3 separate regions of the Ovis aries genome follow, and all the other regions are linked to region 3. The links are chromatin contacts, called in public Hi-C maps. All regions are on one chromosome and are shown on one strand. Each heading gives the region's core, a stretch centred on a gene start, on an enhancer-like site or on the middle of the called end of the contact. The rest is flanking DNA. Distances are from core to core; before and after follow the strand shown.

Region 1 (2,990 bases), core at 32-2,531, 420 kb before region 3:
GATCAGGAAGATCCCCTGGAGAAGAAAATGGCAACCCACTCCAGTATTCTTGCCTGGAAAATCCCATGAACAAAGGACCCTGACGGGCTACAGTCTACGGGGTCGCATACAGTGGGACATGACTAAGCAATTGAGCACACACACAGACACACCATTGTACCTGCAAGAGACCTTGACGTCATCTCCTAAAGCCTCTAATTTCACAGAGAAGACTAAGCTATGCTAAGATTGACTCCTGGCCCTGAGCTCTCTCTGCAGCCCTTCATGAGCTGGGTGGGCTTCATGAGAACCCATATGCCCTTCTGTTGTGCCCAGGTCCTAGCCACTGGGCAGGGGTTGGGGCAGGGGGACGGCAGGCCCCTGCAGCACCACCCAGATGAAGCCTGAGAAGCTGGGATGCCACCCCAGAGCCTGGTAGCTCTGGATGTGACTCCAAGGTGGCCCAGGAGGCTCACTCCCCACAGGAAGAAGAAGCTGGAAATAAGAGGCTCCCTGGCAACGGCCTCTACCCAGCTCAGGCCATGCCCTGAGGGACGAGGGACCACAGGGACAAAGGGGCATTGTGTGAGAGAGAGGGAGGGAGTGTGGGGAGAAAGGCACTGGCAGTTTCTTCCTCTCTGTGAGCCAGCCTCACCCAGCTCCTGGGAAAGGAAGCCGACACCATAAGGGGGCTGGGCGCCCACCATATATGACAGGAGAGCCGAGCTGATTGATTTAGTTGCTAGATTTCCTCCAAGCGATAAAGAGTTCCATTTAGCCTGCATTGTCTCCTCTGATATATTGTCACCAGGTATATATACACTGCCTTATCACATGCCCTTTGAGCAGTAAGTCGCTCAGTCATGTCCAACTCTTTGCAACCCCATGGACTGCAGCCCACCAGGCTCCTCTGTCCATGGAGATTCTCCAGGCAAGAATACTGGAGGGGGTTGCCAGGCCCTCCTCCAGGGGATCTTCCCCACCCAGGGATCGAATCCAGATCTCCTGCATTGCAAGTGGATTCTTTACCATCTGAGCCACCTTCCTTTCAAATGGGGGCATTTTAAGAGTTCAATAACATTTTTCTGAAAGGAACCCCCCCCAACTCCTTTTTCTGTTCTCTAAAAAGAAGAATAGAATCATTTGTGTCCAAAAGGGGCCCCTCCGAAAGTGGCTGCCGGAGGAGCAGACTCCATTTTAATATCATCTTCTCTTTGCTGAATTGTGTCTTCATTTTACACTGTGGCTTTATTCTCTGCCCCTTTGACACAGCCAGCTGCCTTTCACATTCCAGCTCAGAAACAGGCTGGCTTCAGGCGGTAACAGGCACCAGCTTTCAAAGCCCTGGATGACTCACATTAGCCTGTGCGAGCCTGTGAGTCCAGCCGGCGATTCCTGGACTTTTGTTTTCCTTGATGAAGCGAATTCGTGGGTGCATAGTTCTTAGTACAAAAACAATGTCTGCTTAAGGACCCTGCCTTCCCATGGGGTGAAGTACAAAATCACAGAGTGGAATGTCTGGCTCATATCACGTTTAGGTTCATCCTGTTATCAACTCAGCAGACGGAGGAAGTGACATCACGCGCCCAAGTTCTCCTTTGAAGCTGGAGGGGCGACCGAGACCTTGTCTGTAGCGCGGCACTCCAGGCAGGAAACGTTACTCTCAGACTTTTTGTTAAACTGTCTTAGAAAACAATAGCTCGGGCCATCAGATTCTGAACCAGAAGTTTGAATCCCATCATGCGAAAGGTGAAAAAGGCCTTCTATGGATTCTGCTCTTAGCCAGGAAGGTGACGGAGGAGATCTGTTTCCCTGAATGTCTCTCTTTTTTTTTTTTCCAAACTTTTTATTTTGTATTGGAGGGGTTTCCCTGGTGACTGAGACAGTAAAGAATCCGATTGCAATGAGGGACACCTGGGTGAGATCCCTGGGTTGGGAAGATCCCCTGGAGAAGGGAACTACAACCCACTGGAGAATTCCATGGACAGAGGAGCCTGGCACGTCCGAGCAACTTTCACTGCCTATAGCTAATTAACCATGTTGTGATAGTTTCAGGTGGACAGCAAAGGGATTCAGTCATACATATGCATCTATCTGGACTTCCCTGGTGGCTCAGTGGTAAAGAATCTAGCTGCCAAGTAGAAGACCTGGGTTTGATCCCTGGGTTGGGAAGATGCCCTGGAGGAGGAAATGGCAACCCACTCCAGTATTTCTTGCCTGAGAAATCCTATGGTGGAGCCTGGCATGTTACAGTCCATGGAGTCACAAAAGAGTCAGACACAACTTAGTGACTAAAAAAACAACAATATATATATCCATTTGCCCCCAAACTCCCTGCCCATCCAGGCTGCCACATAACATTGAGCAGAGTTCCTGTGCTATACAGTAGGTCCTTGTTGGTTGTTCATTTAAAATATATTCCCTAAGAGTCTTGAAATTTAAATCCTGTTGTATGAAGCATGAAGTATGCAGCGGGTAAGCAATGCTCAATGGAGCAGGCTTTCATGAAACCAGTGGAGCAAGTCTGTCTAACTCTAGTCGCCCATGTCTCTCTTTGCTGGAATATTCCAAGCCTCTCCACCCACCATGCCCTGGTCTGTTTGCTGGCTGTTCTTCCACTCCTAAGTAAATGTGCTTTATAAGCTGGTTATTTGGGGTTTTTTCTCAGTGAGTGACAGCTCTGGGAACTCTCAGTGTGGATCTGAACAGCATGCAAAATCATTTTACTTTTAAGACAAAAGACATTAGCTTCCCATAGCTTTCTTGGCTATCTCTACCTCTCTTCTCTTCCCATCCTGCTTTCCTTCCCCTCCCTCTCCGCAACACCCCCTGCCCCCCAAGGCACTAAATAAAATGCTTAGAAAACGAAGGGCGCAGCTGCCCTTCCTTCCCATTAAGACAATCAAGAATGATGGTGAATTTAATATATTTGATTAGAGAAACTCCAATTTGGTGCACTTGAATCAGCTGCCTTTGTCTTCAGCTCCCAATGGCCTGATTTCAGTGGAATG
Region 2 (3,175 bases), core at 523-3,022, 370 kb before region 3:
GCATCACCATCTTAATAAACATGAGCTTGAGAAAACCCTGGGAGATGGTGAAGGACAGGGAAGCCTGGCATGCTGCAGTCCATGGGGTCACAAAGAATCAGACACTACTGAGAAACTGAACAATAACACCTTGGTCTCATCCCAGAGGCAAAAAATGAACATGAGCTTCCTTGGTGGCTGAGATGGTAAAGAATCTGTCTGCAATGCAAGAGACTTGGTTTGATCCCTGGAGAAGGGCATGGCAACCCACTCCAGTATTCTTGCCTGGAGAATCCCATGGACAGAGGAGCCTCACAGGCTATAGTCCATGGGGTCAGAAAGAGTTGGACATGACTGAGCGACTAGGTTATAACAAAGTTAGAAGTTCAGGGGTGGGATCCTGGTACGGTTCCCCAGGTCACGCAGTTCTGGTATTCAGGGACTCCTGAGCATGGCAGAGTTGAAATGGAGACCCCAGCCCCCTTCTCCCCAGCACCCCAAACTCGACAGTGCCAGGGAATCACCTGGGGAATCCTGAAGGTCTGGAGCAGGTCTGCAGGTCTCAGCTCCCAAAAGCTCTGGGAGAGACTGGGCCTCAGAGGCACTCTGTGACAGCAGGCCTTGCATCCAGCCACACAAGCAAACGAGTTCGGGCTTACCTGCGGCCCAGTGGTAAAGAAGCCTCCTGCCAATGTAGGAGACACAGGTTCCATCCCTGATCCGGGCAGATCCTCCATGCCCGAAGCAACTAAGCCATGCACCACAGCTACTAAGTCTGCGCCCTCGAGCCTGTGCTCAGCAGCAAAATAGCCACCACAATGAGAAGCCTTAGCACCACAGCTAGAGAACAGCCCCCACTCGCCACAGCTAGAGAAAAGCCTGCACTGCAATGAAGACCCAGAACAGCCAAAAATAAACTAAATTTTAAAAAATTAGATGTCATATGCCAATTAACCTCTGGTCTTTCAAGGGTCAAGATTAAACAGCTTGGTTAGACAGGTTGGATGGGATTGACCTCTGTTTTTTATCCTGAGTCTAGAAATGAATTGCAGTGTGATCCTGAACAAGTCACTTAACTCCTCTGATCTTTCATTTCCTTAAAATGGAGAGGAAACTAATCTTTACTTTACAATGTCATTGGGCTGATCAGATTGAGACATGAGAAATGGTTCCATAAACTCTAACCGCTACAAAGTATATGTTTATTATTATAAGACTGACCTTTGTTAGATGCCAGCGTTAGTCCTGAAACTGGTCAATTTTCTGTGCACACCCATTTTTATAGTCCTTTATTTCTCCCACCAGGAGCGTGTGAAGGTCGGCACACATGCGATTAAGGATTGTCATTTCCTAAAGGTTTTAATTCCAGGTATGTGTGGTTTGCATGCATGGAGAGAGAGAGAGAAAGAGAGAGTGTGTGTTCCTGTCCATTGCCTAGAGGAAAAGAATTGCAAGGCAGTTCTCTTTAACCAGGAGGATTCAGGAATGCAGAGCAAATGTTCAGAAGCAACAGCCAAACTGGTAGCTCTTCTTGCTTCTTTCCACGGGCATTAACACACTCTTAGCCAAAACAAAATGGAACCATGGCCGGGCCAACTTCACCTCAATGTTCCTGCGGCCACGTGTCCTGGGAGGAGGACAGTGTGGGGAGCGGTGAGCGGTGCAGCCTTGTCTCATCTGTAGCCCAGGCAGGGAGACCGTCTCTCAGGACCCTCGCCCTTTCTGAGGTCCCTACCCCCACATTGACTCCGCACAGAAATGAAACCCTGGCAAGTCCTTCAGCCGCATCCTGGCAGCGGCTGACTGAGGTTGCGCAAACACATTTGGCACAGGCTTCGGGGACCAAGAAGTTCTCTGGGTTGCATCGCAGAAACAAAATGTACTTGTCCTACTTCCGAGATCATGTCTGAGGACTTGGCTCCCTCGGCCGAGGAACTGCCTCCTCGCTGACGTCAACCTGCCCCGGGAGGCAAACATCTCTGGGTTCGGCCGTTCAGGACCAGAACTGAGAGAAGATGGGGGCTCGATGGGAGTCAGCCCAGGCTTGGCTCCGAGGGGACAGTTTAGGGAGAAATACACTGATTCTTCAACAACTGAGGAATCTTAAAATAGAAACATATCAGGGCCATCAGGGTGGAGGGATGGTTGGGCTGCAAAACCCTGGGCCCAGGGTCGCTGTTCATGATATCACCTCCACGAAGTGGGGTTTTATGTCCCCAGGTGCTGCCACACACGTGGCCGGGAAGCTCGCATCCCCAGAGGCCCCGGAAGGGTATTTGACACCCCTAGCCGTAGGGATGAAATAATTTCTAAGTAGAGCTCTGGCCTTGCCTCCATGTCACTCAGCTGTAATATCTCAGGCATCCAGTGACTACATTTTCCCAGCCAAATCCAGGCGGGTCCTACTGGCCTTGAACACACTTCTCAGCTTCGGGTTCTAGCTCAGCGCACAAAGTATCCAGGCCTCTCCAGGCGCCATTCTGGAGCAGCAGCTTCTTTTATTTAAAAACAAAAGAATCATCTTTCCCATATTCCTATTTTTCACCTATAAAACCCAGAATTTGTATCACCAGATTGGACCCTCCTTCCTGTTTCAGACTGCACAGACCCACCCATTGAGGTTTTGTGCTTAGAATAAAAGCCACCATGATATGGTAGAAACCAACACAATATTATAAAGCAATTATCCTCCTAGCAAAAATAAATAAATTTCAAAAGAATTAGAAGCTATATGAGAAATAAAAATACTGTATTCAGAAGTGTTTAAAAAAAGTAGCCAGTGTGAAATGAATTCTCAAAATTTGCAACCCATGGACAGTGGAGCCTGGAGAGCTACAGTCAACGGAGTCACAGAGAGAGGGACACAACTGAGCAACAGACACACACACACAGATTTACATCGCAAAGTTTTAGGAAGACACTGATAGAGGTGGGCTTTCCTTCACCACCGTGCAGCAGTGATTGGACAATCTGGGGGCTCACCTGTGGCTGTCCAATAGAAGCCCCTTGAAACATCATAAAAATCCCAATACCTGAGTTCTCTTCCAAACTAAGTAAATTGCTATCCCAGGATGGGACATAGCATCAGTGGTTTGTTTAAGTATTCTCCATTGATACTTTTCTTTCCTTTAATTTCTTTTTTTTAATGTGAACTATTTTTTAAGTCTTTATTTAATTTGCTATAATATTGCTTCTG
Region 3 (2,992 bases), core at 38-2,537:
GCACGCGCTACCCGCGTGCCTTGCACTTTCAGGCCAAGAAAACTTGTACCGGCGGGCCCCCGTCCCCCGTCCTCTGCCCCGCAGCGACCTCAGACGGAGGCCGGCTCCCCCGGACACCCACCCACCCCTCCCGCTCCGGCCGTGCGCCCGGAGGCCGCTCACCTTCCAGCCCGCCGAGCTGTTGCTGTCGCCCTTATCCTTGAAGTAGGGCACGCTCTTGACCATCCACTCGTAGATCTGCGACAGCGTGAGCCGCTTTTCGGCCGAGCTCTCGATGGCCTTGGTGATGAGGTCGGCGTAGGACAGGTTGCCCCACGCGTTGCGGCGGGACGAGCTGCTCTTGCGCGGCTGCCCCGCGAGCGGCCCGCCGGCGGCGGCGGCCGCGGCGGGAGGCACGGGCGGGTGCTGCGACAGCGGGCCGGGCGGCGGGGGCTGCGGCGGCGCCGAGTGCAGGCAGCCCGCCTCCGGGCCCTGGAAGTCGCCACACAGCCCCCCGGTGGCAGCAGCTGCGGCCGCCGCAGCAGCCGCCGCCACCGCCGCCGCCGCCGCCGCGGCTGCCGCCACGGAGCCGGGCGCCTGTTGGAAGTCCCCGCTCTCCTCCAGCAGGCTCAGGCTGCTCATGAAGTCGGCATTGACAGCGGCCGCCGAGGCCGAGGGCAGGCCCGCGGCGCCGTCGGGGTTCGCCGCTGCGCCGCCCGACGGCGCCGGGCTGGAGGTGGCCGAGTTGGACTGGCTAAACTCCGGCCGGGGCAGCGGCCAGGTGCACGAGCGCGGCCGGGGCAGCGGCTCGAAGTCCGGGTCGATCTCCACCACCTGGGGCGCTTCGGCCATGGTGACCCCCCCACCCTTCCCCCAGCCGCGGGACTTGCCCAGAAGTGAGAAAAGCGCAGCACCGGGCAGGGGGGGGCGGCGCCGAGGGGAGAGAGGGCGCCGAGAGCCTGTCCGAGATCTGCGGGAAGGGGTGAGGTCGGTGCAGCGAGCGGACGGAAACCCGGAGGGAGGCGCGGCGGCGGCGGAGTGGAAGCGCGAGCCCAGAACTTAACTTCACGGCTCCGTCCGCATCTAGGCGCCTCCGGGTCCGCTGCACTGACGGGACGGCAGGCCAGAGTCGTCGGGGCCCCGACAGCGCTGGCGTCGCTCTCCGCGCCGAACGACGGACGGACGGACGGACGCCGCGGGCCGCTTGCTCTCCCCGGGCGGGCGCGACCGCGGCGCTGCTGCCTGTTGAATGCTGCGGCGGCGGCGGCGGCAGCAGCGACTACGCGGCCGCCCCGACTTACGGGATCTGCCGCCGCCCCCCGCCGGCGGCGGCGGCGGCGCGCGCGCCGGCCCGCCCCTGACGGACGGCCCCTGCGACCAATGAAAGTGCGGCGGCGGCGCCCGGGCCGCCAATGGGCGCCGGCCTGGGCGGGGCTCGGTTTTCCACGGGGAGGCGGCAGTGGGTTGGTTGGTGGGGGGTAGTAGGGTGTTTTTCTATTTGACATGCACAGTCTCTCCCTCGCTCGCTCGCTCTCTGTTTTTTGGGTTTTTTTTTTTTTTTGGCTCTCTGTTATTATTTTCTGGTAATTCTCGAGTGTTTCTGTGAGTCTTTCGCCCTCTCAGTGTTTTGATTGCTAGGAGGCAAACCAACGTGGAGGCGGCGGCGACACTTTGTTTACTACTGAGGAGCCCAGCCGAGTACTCGGGAAGCCCGAGTGGAACGAGCCGCCCGCTTCGCCTCGACCTGCGCTCGGGAGCCCGAAGCTGGGCCGGGCGGGGGCCGGGGACAATCAGCGCTCAGGGGGCCGCCGGGTGGGTGGGTGCGTGGGCGGGCGGAGGCGGCCTCGTCGGAGTTCTGCTCACTCGCCCCCTCTCGACTCCGCCCACGATTTCTCTGCAGAGAAACGTGGGCAAGTCGGTGGGTTTTGTTTTTATTTGGTTTGGTTGGTTGTTTTTTGTTTTTTTTTTTTCCTTTCCCTGCGATGTGTCGAGTTCTCCGGCCCCGGGCGCGGGCCGCACACACGCTTGTCCCCACCCCCGCGCGGGGCCCGGGCTCTGACTGCCGAGTCGGCGGGGAGGACCCAGCCGCCGCCGCAGCGCCGGGAACCCACCTTTCCGCACCAGCGAGCTGAGCCTCGGCGGTCGGTGTAGACTAGTGGGGGGGTTGGCGGTGGGGGGCGCCGTTGGCCAGACGAGCCGCCCCGAGCCGGGTTCACGGGGGCTCGGCCCCGGCCGAAGACGATTGCTCCTGCACACGCATCCTCAGAGCCGAAGGCAGCCTCAACCCTCGTGCCCTCCGTGGGAACCTGTTCCCCTGGGCAGGAACCTCAGACTGTCCACTGAGTCAGTCCGGGACGACGGGGAAGGCGGGGTCAGAGGAGAGCACTTAGGGAGAGCCTTGTCACTTTATTACTTACTTACACTAAATTCGATTGTTTGCTTGTCATTGCTTTGCTATTTAGAATGCAAGTGCTGAGACGTTGAGAGGTGAAAACCTAACAGGGGACAGTACCAAAGGCTTGAGGCGAAGCCCTGCCCCACTCCCAGGTGTTGCTTTAGGCTGCTTGTCCCGCGTGTCAATCACTGCCCCCTCCCATCCCACCCCACCTCGCTCCATCTGGGCTCTAGGTCCAGGCTGTCCTGCCAAGATCAGTGGGGGCCAAAGGAAGACAATGGCCCTTGTGTCTCAGGGAGCAGAAGAAATACTTGTCAAGTTTTGTTTTGCTCTTTTTAGAAAGAATATGGAAGGCATTTCCTTTCAGAGAGATGGGATCACTGAAGATGTACGACTGACGGTAGAGTTTTAAATATCTTTGTCCAAAATGACAGCTTCCAATTCACCACCACCCCACCCCCCGGCAAAAAAAAAAAAAAAAAAAAAAAAAAACCTCTTTATGACAGTTCTTCAATTGAAAAAGTGGCATCTAAAGCAAAGGAGGCCTCGTTTAGAAAAGTTTGAAAAGATTTAGAGAAAGATTTGGTCCTCGTTGACATTCTCACCCGTCCAAACTCC

The links. Hi-C and Micro-C count contacts between places; a contact is called where the count stands out from the background.
Region 1: a Hi-C map of hypothalamus shows a contact between it and region 3, with 4 times the contacts expected there. The contact joins the enhancer-like site here to the promoter of FOXO1 in region 3. A contact is called at or near these places in 3 of 16 Hi-C or Micro-C datasets (hypothalamus, liver and omental adipose tissue).
Region 2: a contact with region 3 is called in a Hi-C map of liver, with 2.8 times the contacts expected there. The contact joins the enhancer-like site here to the promoter of FOXO1 in region 3. A contact is called at or near these places in 2 of 16 Hi-C or Micro-C datasets (liver and tail adipose tissue).

The regions. Positions count from the first base shown.
Region 1 is chr10:22,570,217-22,573,206 of ARS-UI_Ramb_v3.0, reverse strand. No RefSeq gene overlaps it. Among named protein-coding and RNA genes, the nearest start is that of FOXO1, 420 kb to the right of the region's middle. Within about 2 kb of position 1,281, at least 18 of the 54 cell types and tissues checked have an H3K27ac peak or open chromatin away from gene starts, as enhancers often do. A contact at or near this core is called in hypothalamus and liver, where this site is marked.
Region 2 is chr10:22,521,833-22,525,007 of ARS-UI_Ramb_v3.0, reverse strand. No RefSeq gene overlaps it. Among named protein-coding and RNA genes, the nearest start is that of FOXO1, 370 kb to the right of the region's middle. Within about 2 kb of position 1,772, at least 17 of the 54 cell types and tissues checked have an H3K27ac peak or open chromatin away from gene starts, as enhancers often do. A contact at or near this core is called in liver and tail adipose tissue, where this site is marked.
Region 3 is chr10:22,148,634-22,151,625 of ARS-UI_Ramb_v3.0, reverse strand. It overlaps FOXO1 (forkhead box O1), which reads right to left and starts at 1,287. Exons shown (of 3, transcript XM_027973596.2): 1 at 163-1,287. The coding sequence starts at 831.